3 separate regions of the Mus musculus genome follow, and regions 2 and 3 are each linked to region 1. Evidence: chromatin contacts called from public HiChIP or PLAC-seq and promoter capture Hi-C data. All regions are on one chromosome and are shown on one strand. The core of a region is the stretch at or near the end of the contact, and the rest is flanking DNA. Distances in the headings are between cores, read along the strand shown.

The links. Promoter capture Hi-C pulls out the DNA fragments that hold promoters and counts their contacts. HiChIP or PLAC-seq counts read pairs in DNA pulled down with a chosen protein or histone mark.
Region 2: a contact with region 1 is called in a FOXA1 HiChIP or PLAC-seq map of pancreatic cancer cells. The contact joins the promoter of Arpc4 here to the promoter of Vgll4 in region 1. A contact is called at or near these places in 1 of 39 promoter capture datasets (cranial neural crest) and 1 of 115 datasets of contacts at active chromatin or transcription factors (pancreatic cancer cells).
Region 3: a contact with region 1 is called in a promoter capture Hi-C map of pre-B cells, with 3 times the contacts expected there. The contact joins the promoter of Plxnd1 here to the promoter of Vgll4 in region 1. A contact is called at or near these places in 1 of 39 promoter capture datasets (pre-B cells), 1 of 484 Hi-C or Micro-C datasets (CD4 T cells) and 2 of 115 datasets of contacts at active chromatin or transcription factors (bone marrow-derived dendritic cells and microglia).

The regions. Positions count from the first base shown.
Region 1 is chr6:114,919,966-114,924,565 of GRCm38.p6, reverse strand. It overlaps Vgll4 (vestigial like family member 4), which reads left to right and starts at 2,745. Exons shown (of 5, transcript NM_177683.3): 1 at 2,745-3,249. The coding sequence starts at 3,168.
Region 2 is chr6:113,375,778-113,380,377 of GRCm38.p6, reverse strand. It overlaps Arpc4 (actin related protein 2/3 complex, subunit 4), which reads right to left and starts at 2,265. Exons shown (of 6, transcript NM_026552.3): 1 at 2,170-2,265. The coding sequence starts at 2,172. Tada3 (transcriptional adaptor 3) reads left to right here and starts at 2,540. Exons shown (of 10, transcript NM_001372392.1): 1 at 2,540-3,062; 2 at 3,433-3,486; 3 at 4,314-4,538. The coding sequence starts at 3,481.
Region 3 is chr6:115,992,849-115,997,448 of GRCm38.p6, reverse strand. Plxnd1 (plexin D1) reads left to right here and starts at 2,444. Exons shown (of 36, transcript NM_026376.3): 1 at 2,444-3,960. The coding sequence starts at 2,644.

The DNA of each region.
Region 1 (4,600 bases), core at 1,496-3,995:
ATCGTGGTCCTTTGAAGGTCTTGTTAATTGCTTAGAATTGTACTGCCTTTAGTTACTAAGCTTTAAAGACACTGCAGTTGGATGTGGTGGCCCACGGTTGTAGTCTTTTTTTTTTTCTTTCCATTTTTTATTAGGTATTTAGCTCATTTACATTTCCAATGCTATACCAAAAGTCCCCCATACCCACCCACCCCCACTCCCCTACCCACCCACTCCCCCTTTTTGGCCCTGGCGTTCCCCTGTTCTGGGGCATATAAAGTTTGTGTGTCCAATGGGCCTCTCTTTCCAGTGATGGCCGACTAGGCCATCTTTTGATACATATGCAGCTAGAGTCAAGAGCTCCGGGGTACTGGTTAGTTCATAATGTTGATCCACCTATAGGGTTGCAGATCCCTTTAGCTCCTTGGGTACTTTCTCTAGCTCCTCCATTGGGAGCCCTGTGATCCATCCATTAGCTGACTGTGGGGGTTGTAGTCTTGATATCAGCAATGCAGAGGCAGGTGAATCATGAGTTTAAGCCAACCTTGACTATAAAGCGAGACCCAGTCTTAAAAACAAAATCACCATCACCAACAAGATGCATAGGAGCTGAAGGGACAACAGAGTGGTTTGTAACACGTTCTGCTCTTACGGAGGATCCTAGTTCCGTTCCCAGCTGCCACATTGGGCAGCTCATCGCTGTCTGTAACTCTAGCTCCAGGGGTTCCAAGAACTCTTCTGGACTCTGTAGGTACCTGCGTCACATGCACAGCCTCCACTCTATACACATAATTAAAAATAAAAATAGCTCTTTAAAAAAAGGACATATATCTTCCCAGGGATTATTATCTTGCCTTTTCACTTTAAAGTGGAGAGCTTCCTCCTTCACCTTCATTGCATCAGGAAAACACCCCTCGTGGGTTGATGAGCATTGTGGAGAAATATGAAAACAGCCAGCCATTTAAAGCTGAGCGTGTCTGAGCAGGCATGGTGGCACACAGCTTTAATCCCTGCACTGGATGGGCAGAGGCAGGCGGATCTCTGTGAGTCTGAGGTCAGTCACATCTACATAGTGAGTTCCAGGACAGCCAGGGCTTTAAAGTGAGACCCCATCTTTGGGGGGGGGGGGGACACGGAAGCTGAGCATGTCTGCGTCTGACTTTGGGGGGAGTTTGTTCTTTCCGTTTACCACATAGGTCCCTGGGATTGAGCTTGGTGTCCCCTTGCCTACAAACCATCATATTTGATGTTGAGTCATGGAGGAGAAGTTGCTAAGCGTTTTGTGTGTACCCCTCCATCTGTAGGGGATTGCTTCAATCTTAAAATAAGTGACTGTAATGAAGTCTTGGGAAGGTGTGACAGAGCTGACAGTAGCCCAGAGAGGTCTTGGAACTTGTGGCAGTTCCTCTCCCTCGGATTCCGACTGCTAGAATTACAGGCTGGTGCCACTCTGCCAGGCTGCAGCAGAGTCACTTAGAGCAGGTCTTTTCCTTTCTTCCATGATGCTGATGAAGCTCAGCACTGCTCTGGATTTGAACTTGGAACATTTTTAAAGTTTCCATGATTGGTCACAACCTCCCAGATGAGTTTGGAAAACAGATTTTTAAAAAGTATTTTTTTTTTTTTGTACATTTTTTTTTTCCAATGTCTGTGTGTCATTGCATGCGGTACCCATGGAGGCCAGAAGAGGGAGTCAGGTTCCATGGAAATAGAGTTACAGGTGCTTATGAGTGCTGGGTACTGAACTCAAGTGTTCTGCAAAAGTGGCCAGTGCTCGGAACCACCTCTCCAGCCAGCTCCCCACTCCCCCGTTTGTGTGTGTGTGTGTGTGTGTTTGTGTGTGTGTGTGTGTGTGAGAGAGAGAGAGAGAGAGAGAGAGAGACAGAGACAGAGAGACAGAGAGACAGAGAGAGAGCGAGAGAGAGAGACAGACAGACACAGAGAGAGAGAGAGAGAGAGAGAGAGAGAGAGAGAGAGAGAGAGGGAGGGAGAGAGGGAGAGAGAGACCTGTAGGCCACTCACTTGTCCCCAGATCTGTTTACTCTTCTGAGGACGGATTTGCCTCTGGTGTCCTGTCCATCTGTACAGCTACAGAGTTTAGGAAGGAAGTTACATGTAACATTGACTTTGAAAATGTAAACACTCGGGCTGGAGAGATGGCTCAGCGGTTAAGAGCACTGATTGTTCTTCCAGAGGTCCTGAGTTCAAATCCCAGCAACCACATGGTGGCTCACAACCACCCATAATGAGACCTGAAGACAGCTACAATGTACTTACATATAATAAATAAATAAATAAAATCTTTAAAAAAAAAAAAAAAAAAAAAAAAAAAAGAAAATGTAAACACTCGCTGTGTCCCTGGACTTAATAAACCCATCTTACAAAGAAACAAAGAAACCTTGTACCAAACAGAGCACACCCCTGTGGAAGCCCTGGATTCCCAGCCCTTGCAACGAAGTCACGGAAAGTTAAATTCCCTGTACTTTGCTTCCACAGCAGATTTTCTTTTTTAAACTTTGTGCTTAGCCTCCCCCACAAACAAAACACCCACAAACTTGCTGGGGTTTACTTCCTCGGCCTCTGCCTCTGCCGGCCTCTGGCTCCGGGGAGGAAAGGCTCTCCTCACCCCCTGTGCCTCACTGCCCCCGCCTCTTTCTGCTTCCTGCTAATTCTGCAGCGCCTGGAGCCTGAGCCGAGGCTCCAGTGAGCATGCTCACAGCAGCCCTCTACCCCCTCCCAAAAGCAGAGGAAGCTGGTTTACATACGAGTCATACCAAGCATAGCCCGCATGTCAGTGCAGTCAGCTTGCAGCGGGCTGTGAGGGAGAGTGCCTTTGTCCTGAGAAATGTGCTTTGTGTTTTTCTTTTTTACTGCTTTCTTTTTAAACCCCCAAGACGGGCTCGAGAAGTCTTCTGAAATGATTTTTTAAAGCCGAATAGAAGACACAATCAGACACCTTCCACAAGCCCTTGACGGGTTTTGTTTGAGTCTGATTTTTGTGTGTGTGTGTGTGTGTGTATGATTTTTAAAAACCTTTTACATACTTTGTTTTGATCTCCTGAGGCTGGGCCTCTGTCTTCCTGAAGTTTTAGGAGAGCCTGGAGCTACTCAGCTAAGACTGAATTTTGAAACTTTCTCTTTGGGGGTGAAAGCAAAGAACTGTTTTTCTTTGCTAGCCGGACAGATAAATGCTGTTTATGAAGATGGACCTGTTGAACTACCAATACTTGGACAAGATGAACAACAATATCGGCGTTCTGTGCTATGAAGGTAGATGTTCTAGAATGTACTCTTTGCTTTTGTGATGGCCACTCCTCCTTTGGAGGGGGGCTTTGACTGGCTTATGAACATTTTCTTGTCTTTCTTGTGATGGTGGAGCGAGTGGAAAGAGAGTTGTGTACCATTTCAGGACAGTTCGCTTTTGCCCGGCAGGAGGGTGGCAGCCGGGGAGGGCTGGAGGAGACACGCTGTTAAAAGTTTACTTGTGATGTACTAGCAAGGTCTGACAAGATCGTTACATTATAAGTGATTTTTCTCTTTTGATTTTGTTGGCATTTTATGCATAAGTAGGAATTTACAGAAGTAAGGAGAAGTTAAACATGTGGGTGCTGGAGTAGAGGGGAGGGGCCTTGGGACTTATTTTTAAACGTATCACCGTGTACAGTGTTCGGTGTGGACCCTTGCTCTGAATTTCATGTGGTAGAGGAACAACAGCAGAAAGCCACAGTAAGTTGTTGTTTTCCTGAGCCATTGTCTCAGGCATCAAGGGGTTTTTTTCCTGTGAGGTTTGTGGGACTGGCAGGGCCTGGTGTCAGGGAGCCCAGGCCGGGCTCTTTGTCTGCCGCCCCATTTCCTGTGCAGAGAGCTGACAGTGAGACAGGCTCCCTCCAACCCCAGTCCCTGGCAATTACACCATAAGCAGCCGGAAGGCTGAAGAAAGTGGAAAATACCCCCACCCCTAGATTTGCCCATCACCTCCCCTTCCCCTGGGCACTCCCTGTAGTAAGTTAAGCTTCTCTGGAGAAAACCCCAATCCCATCTTTTGGAATCTTACCTACGTGCGATTTGAGACCAGGGTAATGGGGCTGAGTTGTGGCACTGGCCGGGCAGGGAGAGACCTGGGGCTGCCGGGAGTCTTTCCTGGTGTCTTCCTGCTGTGGGCAGCAGGCTCTGGGGTCTCTCACCTAGTAATCCTAGAGAGTTGTCTGCTTTGTCTTGAACAGAAGTTAAAAGAGGGAGCAGAGTTGGTTGTGTTCGTGTAAAAGTTTAAGATCTGCTTCTTAAGTTGTTGAAAACATACCCTTTCTCTCTCAAGCCTGCTTTAAAATTAACTTTATGGGGGAAAAATCTCATTTAAAGGGGTTTTGTTGTTGTTTTGCCTTTTTAAAAATAAGATATCACTTTACTTTGACAAGTTTCCTCTACATATAAAAAGCACCTCAGCTTCTCAGCTTCCAAACCCTCTCGTCTCAAAGGCTGGATTCTCCAGAAGCCACCAGACGCGATTTCTGCTGGGATTCATGCATTGTCTTTAAAAAAAAAAAAAAAAAAAGAAAAGAAAAAAAGAATCCACATCGAAAGCTCAAAACTTTTAATGTGATTTCTTTGTCAACAAATAATC
Region 2 (4,600 bases), core at 1,016-3,515, 1.5 Mb after region 1:
AGGCTGATGATCTAGAAGGAGCCATATCCCTATCTGCTGACTGCACTGACAAGTGTATCAATCCATGTCCTGAACTTGCTGGGAATTCAGAAGTGATCTCTCTTCTACCCTCAAACAGCTCAACTGGGCGAGAATCACAAGGGCTAACAGAGGGCAACATATAAAACTAGCTAGTCTTAAAAATAATCTAGACTGTCTAAAGAAACTGGTTTTGACCAGATACAGGATCAGGACGGTTCTACAATGAGAAAAAGTAAAAGCTGTCCATTCTCAGTGGACAAGGTCAGCTACAATGACCAGCTACATTATCTCGGGCAAGGCTTCTCTCCCCCCAGGGCTTATCACATGCTGGAGCATCCATCACCTGCAGCCCTTCCTCCCCGCAGCTTAGCTCAGCCTCTCAGAGCTCAGCTCAGTGGAGAAGGCCCCTTCCTTCCTCAAAGTGGCCTTTTTGACTTCCCCCTCAATGCATTTCTTACAGTTTATGGTATGTTCACTTTACATAAAATTCACAACAGAACGTTAGGAATAAATTTTTCCTTCACCAGTTTGTAATTCTCGTGGTCTACAGACATCAACTTCTATTCAGTTGTCAGGTTGTATCTAGCCCAGCACCTCCTATACATCAGGTCAAACCAATTTTCTGGAGAGTAAATGAACAAATGAACTAACTTAAGCAGGGCTAGATTTACACAAGAGCATTAAGACTTTCCAAACTGGTAACGAGTGCAAGGTTTCTGTATGTGAAAACTGCTTTAAATTGCACAGATCAGGCTGCAATGGCAGGCTGGGATAAAACCCTAGACAGTCTAGAATGCTTTCCACTGAGTTTTTCTCTCAATGTAGCAGGAAGCATTGGGACTTTCTGAGAAGGAAGTTACAGGGCTACCGCTGCACAGAGGCTCTCTGGAGGACGGGATGGAGAAGGAAGTGAGACTTGTGGCAGAGAAGAGGCACAGGCTGCGTGGGGCAGCGGAGACAAGCACAGGATCACGGACAGACAAACATCAGACAGAGGGGATAAAGGCTAAAAAACAGCTGTCATGTAGTTCAGCAGTGGGTTCTAGCTCCATACCACAGCATTCTCTTATGTCAACCAAGAAGAGGCAAAACCGGAAAGGCAAAATTAGTTGTGTGCGGTGACAAGTACCGTTGGGAAAGTGATAGAATATTCTTTTCTCTACCTCGATTGTGGCTACCTGATTATTTTGTCAAGGTTCATTGAAAGAAAACTAAATTTTAGATGACCAGCCCTGTGATAGTTACCCTTTAGTGGCTTGAAGAAATTGTACAATAAACTTGAATGCTTAAAAACGCAAAGTCAAAACTCAGTCAGCAGGAAATGGCTTTCACGCTAAGGAATGAAACCAGTTAGGACTAACACTGGAGCAAGCTTTAAAAAGTGACTTTTGAAAAAGAGGGTCTAATTTCAAAGTCTCTTCCCTGAGAGCATTCCCGGGCGTGCAACAAGCAGTCCAGCCTTTAGAACTCAGGTCGTCAAGGGCTGACCAGAGAAAGTAGTGGGAAGCCTGGGACCTTTCGGAGAACAACTGCACGGAGCACCCACAGATCCCAAACCCGAGCATGAAAGAGGAGGACCAGCGGCCATCAACATTTACACACGTTAAGGTCAACACGGTTCTGCACATCTAGGAAGGAGTCTGAATGCAGGCAAGCAACACAGAACCTTCATTGGGAGCTGGAAGGCAAGGCTTCCAGGAAGCGCCAAGAAGTAAGAAGATGAAGTGGACACTTGCCTCGAGGTCCCGTGAGACCGCGAAGGCAGGCAGGGACAGGGGGTTGTACTTAGCCAACCTCTACCGTGGACGGAGAGGAGGCCCCGCAGAGCGGTCCTACCTCAGCTGCAAGCCACCACCACGGGCTTCGCAGCCCGGTCTCCTGCCCCCTCCGAACATCGGGGAGAGGTCATTCTAGCCCGGGATTCCCAACCTGGAAGCTTCCGGGCCTGCTCTTGCTCAGAGAGCCTCCTGGCTCGCCCCTTCCTCCTCGCCTCGGCCCTCGCCCCACCCTTTGCCTCTCCATCCTCCCCGTGCCTCCTCATCCCGGGGCAACCTCGGGCCGCAAGCCCTAGCGGCAAGCAGCATCTCCCCCAGACCCACAGCCTCTACAGGCAAAACACAGGGAGGACCCCAACCCCTGGTCTCTCACCATCGCGGGCGCTGTCTGGGCCGGAAAGCGGAAGTGCGGAAGTGCCCGGACCCGCGACGCCTGCCCTTTCGAGAGAGGCGCAGCCGCAGTCTCCGACAGCACTTCCGGGCTGGACCATCTCGGGTAGGACCGGGGAGGGAGAGCCGAGAGATATTCAGATCTCCGGGGCGATTTCACACTGGGACCTCTGGGACTTGTAGAAGACCTGCTATGAGACAGTAGCGGTCGAGTCCCCTTGGATCGCTACACATATTCCGCCAGCGCCTTTAGTGCTTGTCGCTTTGGTTGTAGCCTCCCCCCGTGTGACAATAGTACAGCCCGACCTCAGGTTGGGCACCAAATTAGGACAGGCCGAACCGGAGAAACGTTTCTTCCGGTGGTGCTCCCCTATCCTCTCCGGGCTCCTCCCATTTGCAACCGTAGGGTTCGGCCGGGTAGCCAGTCCCTTGAGATTTGGGCTCTGGGCCCCACCCCAGCCCCGGGCTGCTTCCTAGCCCGGGACTCCTCAGGCCTAGCATTCCACCTCCCGGAGATTCGTAGGTGGCCTTAGACCCCCACCCCCACCCCGGCCCTACAGGCCACCTTGGGCTGGCCGTCCCCGCCCTCGCGTCAACTGCAGGGGGCCCGCCCATAGCCAGTTCCGGAGCAGTTGCTCCGATCGCCCTGAACTCCCCGCCCCCTCCTGCGGCCCAGGGCCTGTAGGAGGCCGCAGAGAGGAGGTAGGAGAGGCGGGGGTTGTGTTAGGGGCTCCCTAGAGGACGAGGACCCTGGAGGCGGGATCTTGGGGCGACACACAGGTGGAGCCAGCCATTAAGCAGTCCCACTTCTGTGCCAGGCACTGAACTGGGCACTTGACGAGCATCACCTCTTAATCCTCAGAACATTCCAGGGAGGTAGGTAATTCTCGATGCCCCCATTTTACAGATTTATACTTCTTAATGGGGAAATAGACTGAGGCATCATCTTTTGTCCTGGAAAAAAGAAAAACAAACAAACAAACAAACAAAAACCGGAGATTCAGGTTAAATAACATGTTTAGAAACGCACATAAGAAAATGGGCTGGAACTTAGTTCTGTTCACCTGACCAGCCTGTGTTCCAAACTAGCCAGGGACACAGAGAAGGTGCAGAGGTGGAATGGAGTGAGACAAGAGGAGGCAGGGAGAACCCTGTCAAATAGAATGCTAGAAACGACCCAACGTAGGGAAACAGAGGACATAGGAAGACAGGGCACACTAGTATCTCCTCTTCCTTAATGCTGCAGATTCCAGACTTCTGCGGTTCAAATTGCAACTAGGAGGCCGGCCTAATCATGCAGGTTTGTACACCTAGTGACTTGGGAGGCTAAAGCAGGTGGATCATAAGTTCAAGGCCTGGAATTCATGAAAGGGGGGGGGGGCTGGATGTAACTGTAACATAATTAAGTTTGGAGAATTTGTGCCTAGAATGAACAAGCGCTTGTATAAATCAGGTGTGGTACATGCCTAAAATTCCATCTCTTGGGAGGTGGAGACAAAACCTTGGCTACATAGCTAGTTTGAGACCAACCTGAGTGCATATCTTTATCCCAGCACTCAGAGGCAGGTGCTTTCTGGGGTGGGGGTCGGGAGGGGGAGCTCTATGAATCCTGATCTATGTAGCAAATGAGTATCAGGCCACTCAAGACTACATAATGAGATTTTTGTCTCCCCCACCCCAAAATGGGGGTGAGGTAGGGTCTGGAGATGTGTGAGACCCTTCAGTGCTACCAAAACAAAAAAAGACAATAAATTGCAGTTAGGAGTCTAGGCATGTGTACATACTCTTCTGGAGTCTTTTTCCTTTCTTTGTCAAAAGAAAGAAACCAGGCAGTGGTGGCACACGCCTTTAATCCCAGTAGAGGCAGGTGATCTCTGAATTGAAGGCCAGCCTGGTCTATAGAGTTCATTCCAGGCCAGCCAGAGTTGTTATACAGAGAAATTATGTTGAATGAATGAATGAATGAATGAATGAATGAAAAGCATGGCAAAAGGCCCCCCTTTTAAGGTTATGTGCATAATTCAGTGAAGTCAACCTAGCTTGGGGTACAGTCAGGGCTCTGTTGGGTCTCTCTCCCCATGCTACTTTGTCTCCTATCCAATGGCCTTCTCCCCTCTAATTTTACAGGGTCCCACCTCCTGGGCCATGAGCGAGCTGAAGGACTGTCCACTGCAGTTTCATGACTTCAAGTCTGTGGACCACCTGAAGGTCTGTCCCCGCTACACGGCAGTGCTGGCCCGCTCCGAGGACGATGGCATTGGCATTGAGGAGCTGGACACCCTGCAGCTGGAGCTTGAGACTCTGCTGTCCTCTGCAAGCCGGAGACTGCGTGTACTGGAAGCTGAAACCCAGGTGATTGTCCATGGGGGGCATCCACTAGAGACATTGTGTCAAGTTATGGGATGGATCCTTAG
Region 3 (4,600 bases), core at 1,195-3,694, 1.1 Mb before region 1:
AGCAGGAGGGGAAGGGCCCAGTCATCAGTCGCTGGCAGCCGAATGGCTGGATGTGGGTATAACTACCTCCGTCAGTGTGCTGGGTGCCATCTACCTGTCTCCCAATGGATACCCAATTTTATTTATTTATCCTGGGAGGACCCCCAGAATCTCAGCAAGGACTTCCCTCCCCACTCCCTCCTCACATCTCTGCCCACCCAGGAGTAACCTTGGTCTTAGAGAGAAAACTGAGTTCCAGTCCTATTGCTGATGCCTCAGTTTCTCCGTCTGTGAAATGGGCTCAGTGACCCCTGTTTTGTCTTCTGGTGCAAAGAAGGTTGTGAGATAGTGGTGGCAGAACTGTGGGTGGTGTTTACCCCCAGATAACCCATTAACTACTATGGGATTCAAGACATAAAACAGGCAGGAGCCATGATCTATTGCCTCCTCCTGCCCTTCCTCCCGACTTTAGCAGGGGCTGTGGGGCCATGACTCAACCTAGCAGTAGTGTGCTATTATATGGTCCACAGGAAACAGGCTCAGAGAGGGCAAGCACCTTGCTGGAGGCCACACTATAATTCCTACTTCAGTTTATGTGAATATATTCAGACCCTAGAATTCAGGTCCCAAACGCTGAAGGTGGGGTGATGGCAGAAATCTACCAGCTTAGCAGGAAGTTTGTCCACAATACACAAAACAATCCATCTGGCCAGCTAAACCGAGATGTCATAAAGCATTATCCTCGAGGCTCAGTGGGGGGAGCTGCAGGATGCGGCAAGAAAGCAAGAGAGGGACAGGAAGGAAGCAAGGAGGGGGTGGGGAGAGGATGGAGAATGAGACCAGAGATACTGTGTGAAGACAGAGGGTAGAGAGAGGGAGAGAGACAGAGAGGGAGGGCAGAGGAAGACAAGCCTATAATCTGTGCTGGGGCTGTCCAGTGGAGTGGAGGGCCTGTGGCTCACAGGGAGAGCATGACTCGGGCCTTCCCCAAACAGAGGTAGAGGCAAGTCCCCTGGGTGCTCAGTTGGGGGTGGAGGCAGGACATAAGTCTCCAATTTCCTGCCAAGGAACACTCCTGACCATCAAAGCCAAGGCCATGAATGGGCTGGAACATGGCAGGCAAGCCGGCAGGCAGGCACAGGGACAGGAAGGTTGGGGTGGGGGCCAGGGAAATGGGGATGGCTGGGCTCTGAGCCCTTGCTGCTGACCCTTCAGGCACAGGGAAAGCCCCTCCCCATCCTTCCTTCCTATCTGGTGGGAGCAAGGTCACCCTCTGAGAGAGGGCCACTAGGCCTCAAGTGACAGCTGCAAGCTGCTAGGAGACCCTGACTGAGAACTTGTAGCTGGAACTGTGGCTTCAAACAATGGGTCTGTGTCCCACCTTCCCCCTTAGCGGTGTATTTTGGGCTTTACTTCTGGGGCCTCAGTTTCCATGCACGGAAAGTGGGTTGAGTCTTTGTAAGGAGGTTAGCATTTGGTGTGGTCCTATGTGGGCACTCCCATGCTATGGAGAGGATCACCTGGGTTTCTATGACCTTAGGAAAATGACTCCTTGCCTTTATCCCAGGGCCTACCTGTTCCTTTGAAGGTCAAAGGAGTCCGGTGCCCAGTGCCAGCTCATATGTGGAATGACTTTAGGTTTCTCAGAACCTTGGCCTAAGGGCAAGGTCCTGGGGGTCTGCGGGGTTTGGCTCTATCCAGAAAGTAAGGCCCTGTGTCTGGTGTTCTGCTCAGCCCAGCCTGCCCTTGCAAGAGGAATGAACTTCCTCTCAACACAGTTTCCTACTTTTGCTGTGGGATTGTCAAGTTTGTCCCCGGAGCCTGCTGCTTGCAAACTCCTTTTACAGAGCAGTTCGGGGAACAGACCATAGGTTAGCCAGGGGCCTGATGTCCCTGGTCTGGCTGGTCTTTAGAGTGAGGCTTGGAGAACATAGGGGGTGTGAGCGGGGGGGGGGGGGGGCGGGGGGGGCGGGGAGGGGGACTGTGGCCAGAAGGGGCAGGCGGTTGAGGGGAAATGGAGGGCTTTAGGGGCAAGGAGAGGAAAAGAGTAGAGAGGGAGAGCAGCGGGAACAGAAAGAAAAAAAAAAAAAAGGAAACGCAGATGAGGGAGAGGGAGTGACGCGGGAGAGACACGGGGCGGAGTTGACAGGATCGGAGTAGGGGAGTCCGAGAGATTGAAAGAGCGAAACTCTGAGAGGCGGTGGAAGGCAAACGGGAGCCCAGAAACAGAACAGAGAAGGTACTAGAGCGAGGAGAAAGAGAGGAAGGATAACAAACAAGCGAGAGGAAGACATTCCAGGAGCTGGCCAGGAACCAGGAAAGAGGCAGGCAACTTGCGACTGCCCGGGTATCGGCCACCAGTGACCTCGGACCGCGGGGCGTGGCCCAGAGGCGTGGCCGGGGGCGTGGCCCGGGGCGAAAGGGCGTGGGCCAAGCTGCTGGGGCGGGGAGATGGGCTGTGGGCGTGGTCTCCACGGAGCCGCCCCCGGGCTGAGCGCCTCGCCAGAGTCGGGCCGGGGCGCCGGGGCCGGGGGCGGCAGGCGCGGGCAGGAAGCGCCTCGCGGCCCGGGCCCCCCCCCCGCCTCTCGCCGCCTCCGAGCTCCCGGCTCCCGGCCGCGCCGCGCCCCATGCACTCGCCGCGCCGCGCAGCCCGCGCTCGCCTGGATGGCTCGTCGCGCCGCGGGCGGCGCACCCCCTAGCGCCCGGGCCGCCGCGGCCGTCCCCTTGCGTCCGCGCCCTCACTCGCGGGGCCCTGGTCTGCTGCCGCTGCCTCTGCTGCTGCTGCTCGGGGCGGCACGGGCCGGCGCCCTAGAGATCCAGCGCCGTTTCCCCTCGCCCACGCCCACCAACAACTTCGCCCTGGACGGCACGGCGGGCACCGTGTACTTGGCGGCAGTGAACCGCCTGTACCAACTGTCGAGTGCCAACTTGAGCCTGGAAGCCGAGGCGACCGTGGGTCCCGTGCCGGACAGCCCGCTGTGTCACGCCCCGCAGCTCCCGCAGGCCTCGTGCGAGCACCCGCGGCGCCTCACGGACAACTACAACAAAATCCTGCAGTTGGACCCGGGCCAGGGTCTGGTGGTCGCGTGCGGCTCCATCTACCAGGGTCTGTGCCAGCTGAGGCGCCGGGGCAACATCTCAGCCCTGGCCGTGAGCTTTCCGCCTGCCGCGCCGACCGCAGAACCGGTCACCGTGTTCCCCAGCATGCTCAACGTGGCCGCCAACCACCCCAACGCGTCCACTGTGGGACTGGTGCTGCCGCCTACCTCGGGCACCGGGGGCAGCCGTCTGCTCGTGGGCGCCACGTACACCGGCTTCGGCAGCGCTTTCTTCCCGCGCAACCGTAGCCTAGAAGACCACCGCTTCGAGAACACGCCCGAGATCGCTATCCGCTCCCTGGACGCGCGTGGAGACTTGGCCAAGCTCTTCACCTTCGACCTTAACCCGTCGGACGATAACATCCTGAAGATCAAGCAGGGCGCCAAGGAGCAGCACAAGCTGGGCTTCGTGCGTGCCTTCTTGCACCCGGCGGTGCCACCGCACAGCGCGCAGCCCTACGCGTACCTGGCGCTCAACAGCGAGGCGCGTGCGGGCGACAAGGACAGCCAGGCGCGCAGCCTGCTGGCGCGCATCTGCCTGCCCCGCGGCGCGGGTGGCGACGCCAAGAAGCTCACCGAGTCCTACATCCAACTGGGCTTGCAGTGCGCGGGCGGCGCGGGCCGCGGCGACCTCTACAGCCGCCTCGTGTCGGTTTTCCCCGCGCGCGAGCAGTTCTTCGCTGTCTTCGAGAGGCCCCAGGGCGCCCCAGGTGCCCGCAACGCCCCGGCCGCGCTTTGCGCCTTCCGCTTCGACGACGTGCAGGCTGCCATTCGTGCAGCGCGCACCGCCTGCTTCGTGGAGCCGGCGCCCGACGTGGTGGCGGTGTTGGACAGTGTGGTGCAGGGCACCGGGCCGGCCTGCGAGAGCAAGCGCAACATACAGGTAAGCCATAGACCTGAGGGGCGTGTGCGGGGATACAGTATGCACGCAGATATCCCAGAGGATTGGTTACTGCCAGCGGTGCTGGCCCGGGAGCGTACTGGGTCACAGGTGCGCACACCTAAGTGGGGAGGTCTAGGTTGTCAAGGTACCCAGGTGTTCCCCGAAGACAGCGCACCTACAAATCAGCTCTGCAGGTGGGGGCCACAGGTGTGTGCTGAACTGAGAGAGGGGAGTGACACCAGGAGAGTGTTTAGGGAGAGTGCAGGTGCCCTTAGGACATACCTCTGCACCCTGGCAGATGTGTGATGGGTGTGGCACCTGGCACTGAAGATAAAGGGCATGTGGGTCGGAAGGGCTGAGTATGTGACAGGGACACCCATCGGAGATCCCAAGAGTGTAGACCTGCAGGGATGTAAACTCCCAGTGGGAGCCCGTGCCAGGGGACACTGTTATTTGGGAAGTGATTGGTTCCCTAGTGAGGCCACCTGGTTGGCAAACAGGTGTGTGCTCAAGGCCACCTCAACAAATAGCAAATGAGCAGCTAGCAGGTGGTGTGGCAGACCTGTGATCACAAATGCTGTGGGTTTTTAACTTAAGCCAGCCATTCTCAACATGTGGGTTGTGTGTGACCCCTTTGGAG